Regions from separate parts of the Capra hircus genome. Here region 2 is linked to region 1. Evidence: chromatin contacts called from public Hi-C data. All regions are on one chromosome and are shown on one strand. The core of a region is the stretch at or near the end of the contact, and the rest is flanking DNA. Distances in the headings are between cores, read along the strand shown.

The links. Hi-C and Micro-C count contacts between places; a contact is called where the count stands out from the background.
Region 2: a contact with region 1 is called in a Hi-C map of liver, with 2.8 times the contacts expected there. The contact joins the enhancer-like site here to the promoter of NSUN7 in region 1. A contact is called at or near these places in 3 of 5 Hi-C or Micro-C datasets (blood and liver).

The regions. Positions count from the first base shown.
Region 1 is chr6:60,232,671-60,240,100 of ARS1.2, forward strand. It overlaps NSUN7 (putative methyltransferase NSUN7), which reads left to right and starts at 3,669. Exons shown (of 12, transcript XM_013964602.2): 1 at 3,669-4,099; 2 at 4,401-4,799. The coding sequence starts at 4,490. It overlaps LOC106502194 (a long non-coding RNA gene), which reads left to right. Exons shown (of 3, transcript XR_001295785.2): 2 at 2,084-2,145; 3 at 2,998-3,152.
Region 2 is chr6:60,368,308-60,375,619 of ARS1.2, forward strand. The region is part of intron 10 of APBB2 (amyloid beta A4 precursor protein-binding family B member 2); the gene reads right to left. Among named protein-coding and RNA genes, the nearest start is that of NSUN7, 140 kb to the left of the region's middle. Within about 2 kb of position 4,599, at least 1 of the 5 cell types and tissues checked has an H3K27ac peak or open chromatin away from gene starts, as enhancers often do.

The sequences.
Region 1 (7,430 bases), core at 2,419-4,918:
TGTTTAAGAACATAAGCTAAAATTCTTTGTTTCATACACTTTTTATATTTCTATAACAAGTTGCAGTGAAACTGAGCACAACTTTTTATGCCCAGATCAAACTGAAGCAAGTGAGCAAATGTGTTTTTGTTTAGTTTTGTTTTTTAATTTATTTATTTTAACTAAAGGATAATTGCTTTACACTATTGTGTTGATTTCTGCCATACATCAAACATGAATCAACCATGGGTATATTATCGTATATTAACGCATATATATGGAATCTAGAAAGATGGTACTGATGAACCTATTTGCAGGGCAGCAAAGGAAATGCAGACATAGAGCAAATGTTTTTTGAATACCTACTTGACTAACACACAGGAGCTACTCTGATTCAAATACAAGGAATGTTAATTTACAAATATTTAATATACTCTACCCCCTGGGGAAAGAAAATTACTCCTTTAAGTTCCTTTGCAGAACGCTCCAGGTAACTAACCTTTAATTTTCTACATCGTCTCTGACTTAATGTTCTGATCATATTACAGAGTGCAATTTAAACAAATACTATATTTTTTCATATGTGCTTTCACAACAGCTGAATCCACATACCTATCTCTCCGGTTACTTTTGTAGAGTGCTCACTGAGATTTGATATGCTTCCCTCTAGTCCTCCCCTCCAATACTTTAAGTCCACAATGAGCCCATAAACCAGGAAAGGTAAGGAGTCAGGGTTAGAGTAAATAGTAACCACGAATTCACTAACCCACAACTGTTGGCCTAAGCTTTACTTTGGGGATAAAGACTCTCATTAAATCTTGTTTTTAATACAGTGAGTTGTCACATTGATATATCATTTAAAAAAACAAACAAAATACCAAACAAGAGCTACTCAAACTATATTTTGAAAAACAATAGTATTTTAAAGTTTATAGTTAGCTTTTTATCTCACATTTTCCACAGATCATACTGTGTACTGTGTGATGCATAATAAAATATACCATGACCCTTAAAGATACCTTCATACTTATAATCTGTGCATGTGAAAGAGTGATATTTTGCTCTTTCTGGGAATAAAAAGAAATAATAAAACTTAAAAGACACAATAAAACTATTTTATAGAGTGTGTGTATTGTTCAGGTTGTGCAAGTAAGGATGGCAGAAGTGTATACAATAAAAAATAAATATATACAATAAAAAATAAAGTGTCTCAAAATACAAGTATACATATCCATTAATTTCCTGAGAGTAAGGTCCCCAATCATTCTATACATTTTTTTTTAACCTTTAGGACTGAGGAAAGTGTGAGGCACATGGTAAGAATTTAATACACATCTGATAAATGAATGAATGAATGCACATATACATACACAAAATATTATGGGAACATAAAGTAGGGGAGACTCCACATTGAGAATAATGGGAGTGAGTGAACTGGTGGGTGATGGGGTAGGGCAAACAAATTTGTAGCCAATTGCTACTAATAGTTCCCCAATATCCATTCTCCCCTTCTTAACAATAGAGGGGGAAAGGAGGAACTAACTATTGAGCTACTACTTTCCAGACAATCTTGACATACATCATTCCATTAAATACTCACAAACCTCCTCAAAGGCAGCATTATTATTCAGTCTGCCTTATAGGTCTAGAAACGGAAGCTGAGGGATGTAAGGACTTGCCTAAGGTTACACAGATAATAAACCAAATGCCAAAGTCTAGCCCTTCCTGTTTAACACATGGAGAAAGAACCAGTGAACACAATTTAGAATCTCTTGAGCGACCATACTGATCTTGCTGCTGCTGCTGCTAAGTCGCTTCAGTTGTGTCTGACTGTGCAACCCCATAGATGGCAGCCCACCAGGCTCCCCTGTCCCTGGGATTCTCCAGGCAAGAACACTGGAGTGGGTTGCCATTTCCTTATCCAATGCATGAAAGTGAAAAGTGAAAGTGAAAGTGAAGTCGTATCCGACTCTTAGCGACCCCATGGACTGCAGCCTACCAGGCTCCTCCGTCCATGGGATTTTCCAGGCGAGAGTACTGGAGTGGGGTGCCATTGCCTTCTCTGATACTGATCTTAGTTACATAAATTATGTTTCTTTTCCAGATTGGACCACTTCTACAAAGAAGATGAACAAAATTTGAGATTCCCAACCAGCAGCAAATAAGGTATTCACTCAAGTATATTTACCATACTTCTTGCTGAATTTGGGGCTTGCACTTGCAAGATTTTCCTGTGACTTTGATCTCAGTCCAAAATGAAGAACTTCATTCAACTTGTAGGCTTTGGTTTTTGCTTCATATAGAAAATGGAGACCAAGTATCTAGCAGATTTTTCTTTAAGTAGATATTAGCATCTATTTTATTTTCAATAAAAATCTTATTCTTTAATGATTTCATAATTTTTTTCACTTAAAACGTGAAACGTAATTTGTCAAATTGCACAATCCAATGCCCATTTCTGTTTTAAAACCTAGGACTTTTCTAAACCAGGCAAGAAATGCGAAGTACATACATGTTACTCATCACATGATCTTTATATATTCATATTTGCATTTGTTCATTGAATCATACTGTAAGAAAAATTTGAGAGCTATTGAAGCTCTCAAAAATTAGACCTATTGAAGTCTGTTGGAGAAGTTTCAAAGCAGCAACACAAATGGTATACAGTAGAGGAAAAAAGCAACCTTTTCTTTTTCTCCAGTTTTAGAACATGCACTTTGGAGACAGGTTAACAGGCAATCAATGAAAAGCTTAAGATGCACATAAACTTAAATCTCAGTCAGTTGGTTTTTATTCTAGAAATTAAAGTATTTTTCCGCTACCTTTAAAACTTGAGCACAGCTGGTTTTTCTTTGATGAGTTAGGATGCAGACTTCTCTCCAGGACACTCAAAAATTAAAGTAGCCATATTAAAACCCTTTGGGAGAAGTTCATATACATCCCCAGAGCTATTCTATACTTAGAGGGGTGTGAATTTGCTTGTTTGTAGGCCTATTTCAGCAACATCTTTCTTTGCAGGCAGCTCCTGGGAAGGAAGCTGGCAAAGATCTTTACACAGCTTGCCCTGGAAGGTTTCACGCGTGGCTCAACGGGTAAAGAATCTTCTTGCAGTTTAGGAAAACGGAAGACTGGGCGGAGGTTCCATCCCTGGATTGGGAGGATCCTCTGGACAAGGAAATGGCAACTCACTCCAGTACAGTATTCTAGCCTGGAAAATTCCATGGACAGAGGAGCCTGGAGGACTACAGTCCATGGAGTCACAAAGAGTCTACTACGACTAAGCGCAGCACAGTCATTCCTGGAAGGGTCCCTCTAACGTGGTATCTGTGGTATCTATTGTTCTAAAAAGTGTGGAAATACAGTCGACTTGTCTGTTTTTTTTTTACCTTTTCTTTTCTTCAATAGTTCTACACTGAGCTGTTTTAACATTTCCTGCGTGCCCGCTAATCCGCTAAACTAGGTGTTGTCAGCAACACAAAATTCTTGCTTTCAAGGAGATCACAGGGGACAAGTTGGAGAAGAAGGGTCACTTGTGACTCTGGGGAAGTCGAGGATCTTCTGGGCTGCGCAGTCCAATTATGCAGGGGCCTTCAACGTGAGGCGGGGCTGGCACAGGTGTCCGGGGTGAGAGAGGAGGAGCAACTCAAGAAAAAAAGGAAGCGCTGGCCAAATCCCGCGGGAACTGCCCTCTGGCAGCGTTCCCTCCCCCCTCGTCGCACCCTTGGTTGCCACGGAGACCCCGGTCCTGGGCCGGCTGACTGCCGCAGACAGGGGAGGCCTACCTTTCCGCGGCCGGAGCCGGCGGGCCCACCAGCCTCGTGCTCTACCCGGCTCAGCTGCCGCATTCGTGGCGACGACCGTGCTGGCGGGCGGATCCCTGAGGCGCATCCTCCCTCAGGAACCCGAGCGAAGCGAGAGCCGGGGGTCGCGACCCCCCTGCCCCGGCCCCGGCGGGTGGGAGAAGCTCATTTGAACCAAACTGCCTGCGCGGACCACCGCGGCAGCCCTGCAGTCCCGGGGCCCCCGAGGGCACTGTGTAAGATTCCAGCCACCGGGGCCCGAAGTGCTGCTGCTGCCGCGTCTCTGTTCCCAAAGCCCCGGGGAACATCCGCCCTCTGGGGTAAGGGAGGACTCGCGGGAGCCAGTGAAAGGAGCGCCCGAGGGGCCGCAGGTGCGGCTCTTGGGGGAGCTCTGCACCAAAACGGGCCTCGGTTAAGGTCTCGTAGCTTCGGAGGCCATTCGGAGCCGTCTCCACCCCTCTCCCTTTGTGAGTGTGTGGAGGTTTCCCGGCTTGAAGTAAGGGATGCTCGGGGCGGCCAGGGAATGCCACCGCTGGCTCTCTAGGGCCACACGAGGTGGGTCACCAAGTGTGGTCCTGCGGAAATAGTGGTTTAACCAGGATAATCTTTTTATTTTCACAGAGACGATGCTTGAACAAGGAAAACCATTTCCCGGAACATCTGAATTGTAATTCAAGCTTGAGTTACCTAGGACAGTCAGGGGGGCAAACATGTTTAACTCCGCAAATGAACTGGAGTTTTTGGAAGAAACAACCGCTGAGATCTCCCAACTCTCTTCGCTGGCACTGTCAGGTGACCCAGCCTGCGGCGAAAACAGCTCAACTGGTTCACCCGAAAAAACTGGCTATCCGGACTCCGTTTACATTCTGGCAGCGAACATTTTTCAGGGCACTAGACTCGAAAAGTCACCAGAGAAAGCCTTAATAAAGTATGGAAATAAGCCCTTGCCGTCCTCAACCGAATCGGAGGATGAATCCTTTCAGCGTTTGTCCTATGAGTTGGCTTTCAGTGCACTTAAGTGTGAGTAGTACCAGTTTTGACAGCACTAAAAGAGAATAATGAGAGAATTTGTGAGGTCCATCGAACCTCCTCCTCGCACCCTCACACACATACACCAGGTTTTGTTTTTAGGCTTCTGAATATCTTTGGTCAGTTGCAGATGTCAAGGCTTTAAGGAGAGTTTCCAGCAAAACAATCTCTTTCAGTCAGATATGTTTCCCACTGTAGATTTCCCTGTGCTTAGGTGGGTCAAAATTAAGATGATCCTATTCACTGCCATTTTTTTTGTTTACTTTGGGAAGCTTGTAAATTTATTCTTCCAAATTTTTGTAGAAATCCCTTTTAATCTGCCTCCAGGATTTGAGGTGTAATATTGCAGATTTCCTCGATGGTGGGTAATTATCAACTTCTGAGAATGGAGTTGATTCCAGAACAAAACCAAATATTTTTCCTATGAGAGTAGTCAAAGGGCCTGGAGACAGGTTTTAGTACTAGCCATCAACTATAATACAATATAAACTGTAAAGTTTGTACTGATTTGTATACTGACTGAAAAGAAGTTCTGAAGAAGTTCCAGAAATGTTTGGAGTATTATCAGCATGGCTAAAATGATAAAACTTCCTAAAGAGACACCTAGAAAGGGCATTACATGCATCATTTACTTACTGTTAATACTGGGCCTTGCACATCCTTGCTGAGAGGTGGTTAACAATTGCTCAGTTGAATTAAAATGTCCCATTAATTACTCAGCTATAAATGTATGTTTTTGGTTGTCTACAGACATGATGTAGCTCAGTTCTGAAGCCAGGAATTTGTCATCACAGAGAAAAATTTGTGTGATGTTCAGAGGCAGCTTCTCTCTGAGTTTCATTTCTTTAGTTTCTGCTTGTGATCTTTTTTTTTTTTTTAATCTGTCTTAGCCATTTTTCCCTCCTCCAGTTTAAACTTTCAGATTCTATTTCATCCCTTCCCTCCTCTTCTTTTTTAAAACTTAGATTTAAAGACCAACCGGAGTGTTGGTACTTTAAATCACGAGTCAAATTAACATTTGAAGATTTTCTCCTTGCAATAGTGAGATACACATTAGGCATCTGTGTCAATTAATTGATATTTAATGTTAATGCCCAAACTCTGTTACAGACAATTTCTTCCTGATAGAGTATTGAATCTTACCTTTGTGTGTGCTGTGTGTGCTCAATTGCTCAGTCATGTCCAGCTCTTTGTGACCCTATGGTCTATAGCCCGCCAGGCTCCTCTGTCCGAGGGATTTTTCAGCTGAGAATACTGGAATGGATTGCCTTTAGAAATCAGTAATAAAAGCCTGAGATTATTCTTTGTAAAATTAATCCATTGATTAGATGGTCATGTTGTAGTAATGTGTATGGTAGATTATCATTTTCTTTCTCTCAATCTTTATTTCTGTTTTATGAAAGTGTCTTGTGACTGACATTTTTTAATAACCCAGATTCCATTTAGATAAATTATTGTCATTTGTTGTTGTTCAATCGCTCAGTTGTGTCCGACTCTTTGCGGCCCCATGGACTTCAATATGCCAGGCTTCCCTGTCCTTTACTATCTCCCGGAGTCTGCTCAAACTCATGTCCATTGAGTCGGTGATGCCATCCAACCATCTCATCCCTTGTCATCCCCTTCTCCTCCTGGCTTCAGTCTTTCCCAGCATCAGGGTCTTTTCCAGTGAGTCAGCTCTTCACATCAAGTGGCCAAAATATTGGAGCTTTAGCTTCAGCATGAATCCTTCCAGTGAGTATTCAGGACTGATTTCTTTTAGGATTGACTGGTTGGATCTCCTTGCAGTCCAAGGAGCTCTCAAGAGTCTTATCCAACACCACAGTTCAAAAGCATCAGTTCTTCGGGACTCATCCTTCTTTATGGTCCAACTCTCACATCCATACATGACTACTGGAAAAAACGTAGTTTTGACTAGATGGACCTTTGTTGGCAAAGTAATGTCTCTGCTTTTTAACATGCTGTCTAGGTTGGTCATAGCTTTTCTTCCAAGGAGCAAGCATCTTTTAATTTCATGGCTGCAGTCACCATCTGCAGTGATTTTTGAGCATAAGAAAAAGCCTGTCACTGTTTCCCCATCTGTTTGCTGTGAAGTGATGGGACTGGATGCCATGATTTTGGTTTTTTGAATGTTGAATTTTAAGCCAGCCTTTTCACTCTCTTTCATTGTCATCATAGGCCTTTATAAACCTACTTTTTCTTGAAATGTTCATTTTATAAGTTCAAATTCTAAGATGAGATGGCTTTGGTTGTTTACTTGGTACAGCTGTTGTTTTCTTCTTAATGATAATATCTTGCTTTAAATTATCATCTGAATAATTTCCGAATATTCATATGGGATGAAGCTAGAATTCCTAAATGCAGTGGATTTCCAAGGTAATTAAGGGCCTGATATTTTGCTTTAAAATATTGGAGGTTTTTATATATTTCACTTTTGTCTTATGTATCATCAGTGTTCTTTCAATATTTTCACATGTAATATTTTATAAACTCAACATCTGGCTTATATAGCATAGGTTCAGGGAATCACGGTTCAGGGAATCATGGTTCAGGGAAGAAAACTCAGGATTTCTTCTCCTCTTGCCCTCAGTCTTTCCCAGGATCAGAGTCTTTTCCAATGAGTCA
Region 2 (7,312 bases), core at 3,349-5,848, 140 kb after region 1:
TTATTCCACCCGTTTTTGAGAAGAAATAAACTCCAGAAATGGTATGGACCTAACAGAAGCAGAAGATATTAAGAAGAGGTAGCAAGAATACACAGAAGAACTGTACAAAAAAGATCTTCACGACCAAGATAATCACGATGGTATGATCACTCACCTAGAGACAGACATCCTGGAATGTGAAGTCAAATGGGCCTTAGAAAGCATCACTACAAACAAAGCTAGTGGAGGTGATGGAATTCCAGTTGAGCTATTTCAAATCCTGAAAGATGATGCTGTGAAAGTGCTATACTCAGTATGCCGGCAAATTTGGAAAACTCAGCAGTGGTCACATGACTGGAAAAGGTCAGTTTTCATTCCAATCCCAAAGAAAGGCAATGCTAAAGAATGCTCAAACTATTGCACAATTGCACTCATCTCACATGCTAGTAAAGTAATGCTCAAAATTCTCCAAGCCAGGTTTCAGCAATACATGAACTGTGAACTTCCAGATGTTCAAGCTGGTTTTAGAAAAGACAGAGGAACCAGAAATCAATTGCTAATATCTGCTGGATCATGGAAAAAGCAAGAGAGTTCCAGAAAAACTGGAACTATTTCTGCTTTATTGACTACTCCAAAGCCTTTGACTGTGTGGATCACAACAAACTGTGGAAAATTCTGAAAGAGATGGGAATACTAGACCACCTGACCTGCCTCTTGAGAAACCTATATGCAGGTCAGGAAGCAACAGTTAGAACTGTACATGGAACAACAGACTGGTTCCAAATAGGAAAAGGAGTACGTCAAGGCTGTATATTGTCACCCTGCTTATTTAACTTATATGCACAGTACATCATGAGAAATGCTGGGCTGGAAGAAGCAAAAGCTGGAATCAAGATTGGTGGGAGAAATATCAATAACCTCAGATATGCAGATGACACCACCCTTATGGCAGAAAGTGAAGAGGAACTAAAAAGCCTCTTGATGAAAGTGAAGAGGGGAGTGAAAAAGTTGGCTTAAAGCTCAACATTCAGAAAATGAAGATCATGGCATCTGGTCCCATCACTTCATGGTAGATAGATAGGCAAACAGTGGAAACAGTGTCACACTTTATTTTTTGGGCTCCAAAATCACTGCAGATGGTGATTGAAGCCATGAAATTAAAAGACACTTACTCCTTGGAAGGAAAGTTATGACCAACCTAGACAGCATATTAAAAAGCAGAGACATTACTTTGCCAACAAAGGTCCGTCTAGTCAAGGCTATGGTTTTTCCAGTGGTCATGTATGGATGTGAGAGTTAGACTGTGAAGAAAGCTGAGCACCGAAGAATTGATGCTTTTGAGCTGTGGTGTTGGAGAAGACTCTTGAGAGTCCCTTGGACTGCAAGGAGATCCAACCAGTCCATTCTAAAGGAGATCAGTCCTGGGTGTTCATTCGAAGGACTGATGCTAAAGCTGAAACTCCAGTACTTTGGCCACCTCATGGGAAGAGTTGACTCATTGGAGAAGACTCTGATGCTGGGAGGGATTGGGGGCAGGAAGAGAAGGGGATGGCAGAGGATGAGATGGCTGGATGGCATCACTGACTTGATGGACATGAGTTTGAGGAAACTTGGGAGTTGGTGATGGACAGGGAGGCCTGGTGTGCTGCAGTCCATGGGGCTGCAAAGAGTTAGACACGACTGAGCGGCTGAACTGACTGAAACTCCCAAAGGAACCCTGGCAAGTCTAAGGTTATCTAAAACGTTTTGCAAAGTCTGACTCTGGTCATCACACAGAATGCTAACACTTGTGTAGTGGTGGTGAGGAGGGGATTGGGGTGGGGGGGACTGAGGTGGAGGACAAGAGTGTCACACGCAACATTTATTACGAGCGTCTGTGTGTATATATTGGGTGGGAAAAATCCACTTCTCTTTTACTACTCACACAGAACACATCAATTCTGATCCATCTAATCATCAAATGCGCAGAAGCTCTTCTGCACCCAAGCAAGTCTCTGCAACACCAGAGGGGTGTGCTACGATTTAACTCAAGCCTGACACTCTCTACTTAGAGGGACAGTCAGATCTCACAAGTTAAGGTCTCAGACCCACAAGGCTGCTTGCCGCAACCCCCACCCCTCAGACACTAATCACTAAGTCTGGGTTGTCACCTGTGCTTCTGACCAAGCAGTTATAAACTGGAGACTCCCCTGATCCCTCCTTAGGATTAACTTGCTGGAGAGGTTTACAAAACTTGGAGGAAGTTTACTTACTAGATTACCTGTTTATTATAAAAGAATATAACTCAGGAACATGCAGAGAGACAAAGACAAGGTAAGTGAGAGGGCGTGGAGTTCTCAGGCTCTCTCTGGATCAGGCCACTCTGCCAGGGCCTCCACATGTTGACCAGCTCAGAAGCTCTCTGAGCCTTGCACTTTAGGGGTTTTTATAGCAACGTCATCCAATAGGCATGACTGTTCATTAACTTTCTTTCTATCTCCTCTTCTAAGCTTTTAATCATGGCTTGGTCATTCTGGTGACCAGCCCCTACCCAGGAGCCTACCTAGAGTCACATCATTAGAATAAAAGACCTTACTATCATCTAGGAAATTGAAAAGGATTTAGGAACTCTGAGTCAGGAACCAGGTTTAGATGTGTGTGCATGTGCAGGGAGGGGAGGGCACTTTCTTTTACAATATTTAATCAACTCATGGCAACATATGAGACAGATGTTATTACTATTCCTATTTTACAGATGGGGAAACTAAGGCACAGAGTGCTTGTTATAGACTGAATTGTATCCAAAGCTATGGTTTTTCCAGTAGTCATGTATGGATGTGAGAGTTGGACCATAAAGAGAAATGAGCGCTGAAGAATTGATGCTTTTTTTTTTTTTAGAATTGATGCTTTCGAACTGTAGTATTGGAGAAGACTCTTGAGAATCCCTTGGACTGCAAGGAGATCAAACCAGTCAATCCTAAAGGAAATCAGTCCTGAATATTCATTAGAAGGACTGATGCTGAAACTCCAATACTTTGGCCACCTGATGCAAAGAACTGATTCCTTAGAAAAGACCCTGATGCTGGGAAAGGATCGAAGGCAAGAGAAGGGGATGACAGAGGATGAGATGGTTGGATGGCATCACTGATTTGATGGGACATGGGTTTCAGTAAGCTCCCGGGAGTTGGTGATGGACAGGGAGGCCTGGCGTGCTACAGTCATGGGGTCTCAGAGAGTCAGATATGATTGAGCATCTGAACTGAACTGAATGTCATACCTGATATGAGCAACTGAACTGAACTGAGAATTCATATATTGAAGCTCTCAGGCCCAGTGTGGTTGTGTATGGACACAGGGCAGTTAAAGAGGTACTAAGATTAAATGAGGTCATAAAGTAGGCTTAATGCAGTAGGACTAGAGTCCTTATGAAAAGAAAGAGACACCAGGAACGTGGGCACACAGAGAAGGCCAAGTGGGGACAGAGAGAAGGCCGACGTCTGCAAACCAAGAAGAGGCTCTGGGGAAAATGAAATCTGCCAGCACCTTGACGCTGGACTTCCAGCCTGCAAAGGGTGAGAAAATTAGTTTCTGTTGTTTAAGCCACTCGATCTGTGTGGTATTTCGTTATGGGAGTAGATTCATACAGTGGTATATAAACTTCAGGCAACCAGCTAGCATATAATGAAGCCGGTATTCAAACCCCAGTTTCAGTTCAGTTGCTCAGTCGTGTCCGACTCTTTGCAACCCCAGACTGCAGCACGCCAGGCCTCCCTGTCCATCACCAACTCCCAGACTTTACTCAAACTCATGTCCATTGAGTCGGTGATGCCATCCAACCATCTCATCCTCTGTTGTCCCCTTCTCCTCCTGCCCCCAGTCTTTCCCAGCATCAGGGTCTTTTCAAATGAGTCAGCTCTTCGCATCAGGTGGCCAAAGTACTGGAGTTTCAGCTTCAGCATCAGTTTATGTAGCAACAAATTCCTGTCATCATGCCACGCTGTCTCCTAGGAGCTGCAACAACGTTGGTTTTCCTAAAGTGGGGAGAGGAAGGGGGGCAGGTAAACTTCACTCTACACCCAGAGACCTCAGAGAGGGTCTACAACCCCTCCCTCAACCCCACAGGCCCTCCCCTTCGTTCTTAGGTCGGCCAGAGAAGGCTGATACCAGAGGTCAGGAGGCCTGGTCCTACTCTGAAAGGCCCCAGATGATTCAAGGGCGGAAACATGCGCAGAAGAAGGAAAATCTCCTTGAACAGAGAATGAGGGTTTTTCAAGCCTCCCTAGGCCTCGATTTATGGCTTCCAGCTGGCTCTGCTTCCGATGGCTCAGAGGTCTAGGAGAGCCCCCACCACAAGTCCGGAGGTGGCCTAGGTGCTTTTGCTCACATTTTCCACCAGGGGGCGCCATCACACTTCTCCCTCCCAACCCCCAACTCTGAGGGTAAAGGAGTCTCCACCGAGGTAAAGCAAAAAAATAATAATAATCAACTGCCTGATGACTGTGCCCTCATCCCTCTAGGCCGTTGTACTGCTGCTCACATTGTGTTCTAGGAAGTCCTAGGGTGACCAGATTCAGCAACAACCTGTGGGAGGGACCAAGGGGCAGCCAGTGTGGGGCTGAGGCCTCTGGGCCCCTCAGCCAGGGTCCTGCTCTTTCTCTCACATGAAAGGTTCCTTCAGTTGAAGACAGGCCAGCATCTCCTGGTGATGTCCACAGTGACAGTCGCTAATCTATTACTGAACAGGGTGACTTACGACATTATGAGGAATTTAAATACGTTAAAAAACAAACACCAGAATGCCAATTTACTCATTTACAGAGTAAAGTGTACGTCTCACTCATTGCTCAGCCTGGCTCACAAGAAGATTCATCCTCTGGAGGAAATCCACTCAGTTCTGACCACCCGCTGACCGCAGGCTGAGTAGAGAGGCAAGCAGAGGAGCCTGCTTCAACATCCTAATGGCTAGGATACTTGGAGACTGATAGCTAGTGCAAGGCACAGGCCTCTGGGTTGTGATATAATACGTAAACAGTAGATTGTATTAGTCATTTCCTGCACAGGAGCCAGCCTGGCATTTGGAGGCCTATTTTTATCAATGGAAAAGTTGAGTGGAGGTGGGCTCAACCAGAAGATTTGGCCCAGTGTTTCCACAATATCACAGAACAAATTAGATGTACGTGCATATTTAAACATATCTGCAAGTACAGTGCATCCAACAAACTTATATGCAGTCGTCATCATCTTTCTAGCAGTCACCATTTAGCCAGTGCTTTCTCTGTGCTGAGTATTTTGTATTAATATATAAAATTAAGAGCCTGGGCTTGGCAGGGAAAGCAAGGCAGCCCTGACATTTATAGATCACTTTCGCAATGCTTCATAGCCTACGACAGGTAGCACAACACGTGTTCACAGTCCTACAGAGCAGCAGTTCTTTATTTTACATGTGAGAAATCGAGTCTGGAGAACCAAGCAGAATCACCCTGGGCCACACAGTAAACAAGCAGCAGCCACAGTGTGATCTGAGGCTTAGTTCTCAAGGCAGACTGCTGTGTTGTCTTGACTTTACAGAAGAGGAAACCAGCTCAGTGAGGTTCAGCAAAGGGACACATCTGGGGACCGGCTGGACCTCCCCACCGTCAGCAGTAGCTGTTCTGGAAACAGAGCACTCCATCCATAGGAGGGTCTCCAAGAACAAGCCTCTTCTGTGGACCTCTGAACGCCCCCCACCCCAAAGAGGGCCTGACACGAGCTACACGCTCACTGAACATTTGTCAAATAAAGATCCTTGGGCTGGAGACAGACTGGAGGACGGTGGCAAGAGAGCAATTGAACTGCCTGGACCGCTATTCTCCGGCTGCTCCCTTGGCCAGTTAATTGATCTAAGTGTCTGCCTCTTTGGAGGGATAACTCCACAGATGCTGCTGAGAATTCCGCCTTGAATGGGCAGAGAGCCTAGCACAGAGCAAGCGGAACCTGGACTCTGAAGCCTGAGCACCTATGTCTGAATTCCAGCTCCCCACTTAATTCTTGAGTGACGCAGCTTTCTCACCTGCAAAATGGAGACAAGGACAATCTTATGACCTAAGGAATGTCGGGAGCAATAAATGGTGCAATACCTCTAATGTGCTTAGAATGGCACTTGCCAAGTCTTCGATGCGTTAGCTATTATTTGTTATGAGTATCTCTGAATTTTCAACAAATCTGATCTAGGCCGTGCCTGGTGACATACGGGCTTCCCTGGTGGCTCAGCCAGTGAAGAATCCATCGGCAGTGCAGGAGACCCAGGTGCGCTCCCTGGGTCGGGAAGATCCCCTGGAGAAGGAAAGGGCGACCCACTCCAGTATTCTTGCCTGGGAAATCCCAGAGGAGTCTGAAAGGCTACAGTCCATAGGGTCACAAGAGTTGGACATGAGTTAGCAACTAAACCGCCAACACCAACATTAAAGTCATATAAAAATATCCATTTCACCAGTAAGATGAGCTAGGGTCAGATATCACTTGCCTCCAAGTGCCTCCATTCTGAGAGCAGAGGGCCAATCCTTCCATAGGCTAATCCATGCCCAGTGTCCAATCCATCCTTATTGGTCTGATAGGACTCCCCTCTTCGCTACCCCGCGGGGCCTTCACACAGCCCTGCAGACAGCAGCCCACATTCAAGGGCTCTGGGAGACGTAGACCAAGGAAAACTGGAGTCCTGGCTGTGTTTGCAGCCCTTCTCTCTGGGCTTCCAGGTGGTTCCTGATTGACACACTGGGCTCCCAGCAGGTCTGGGAGTCCTGTCCCAGAGCAGCGTGCGGTGCTCATGTCTCCTCTAGGCGTCAGTGGGATCTGGACACCTCCTTGTCATGCGGGCCCTCTGTCCCAATCCTGACTCTGAGATGAAGACCACCGAGATCCTACAAGGATGGGCTCTTTATATGGGTCCCTCTGGACATGGAGCAGGCCTGCTGAGTCTTTGGACAGTAAGACTTGGACCATTCCTACACTCAGCCAAGCAACACTGGACAAGAACTCAATACTTCAACCGCTCAAAAATTCAAAAGCTTCCACAGAAGATGATTTCTAATATGCTATGAGACAGTGGATTTCTTACAAAGGGAGGTGGGATATGGGCAGAAGGGGGTACTTCTTAAACCTGATGCCTGACCCTTCCAGCTAGAGCACCTTCAAATCCCACCAGCCAAACACCCAGCAACAGCCTCCCGCAGGTGGCCCAGCCTGCAGCCCAAGGCCTGGGAGACCTCAAAGTCACCACGAAACATCTCCAAGAACCTTGATCTGACAGTAACCACGGAAACTTCTCCTGGTGGGACAGTGGGACAAAAGGGAACTTCTGCCGCTGGAGACACTCGAA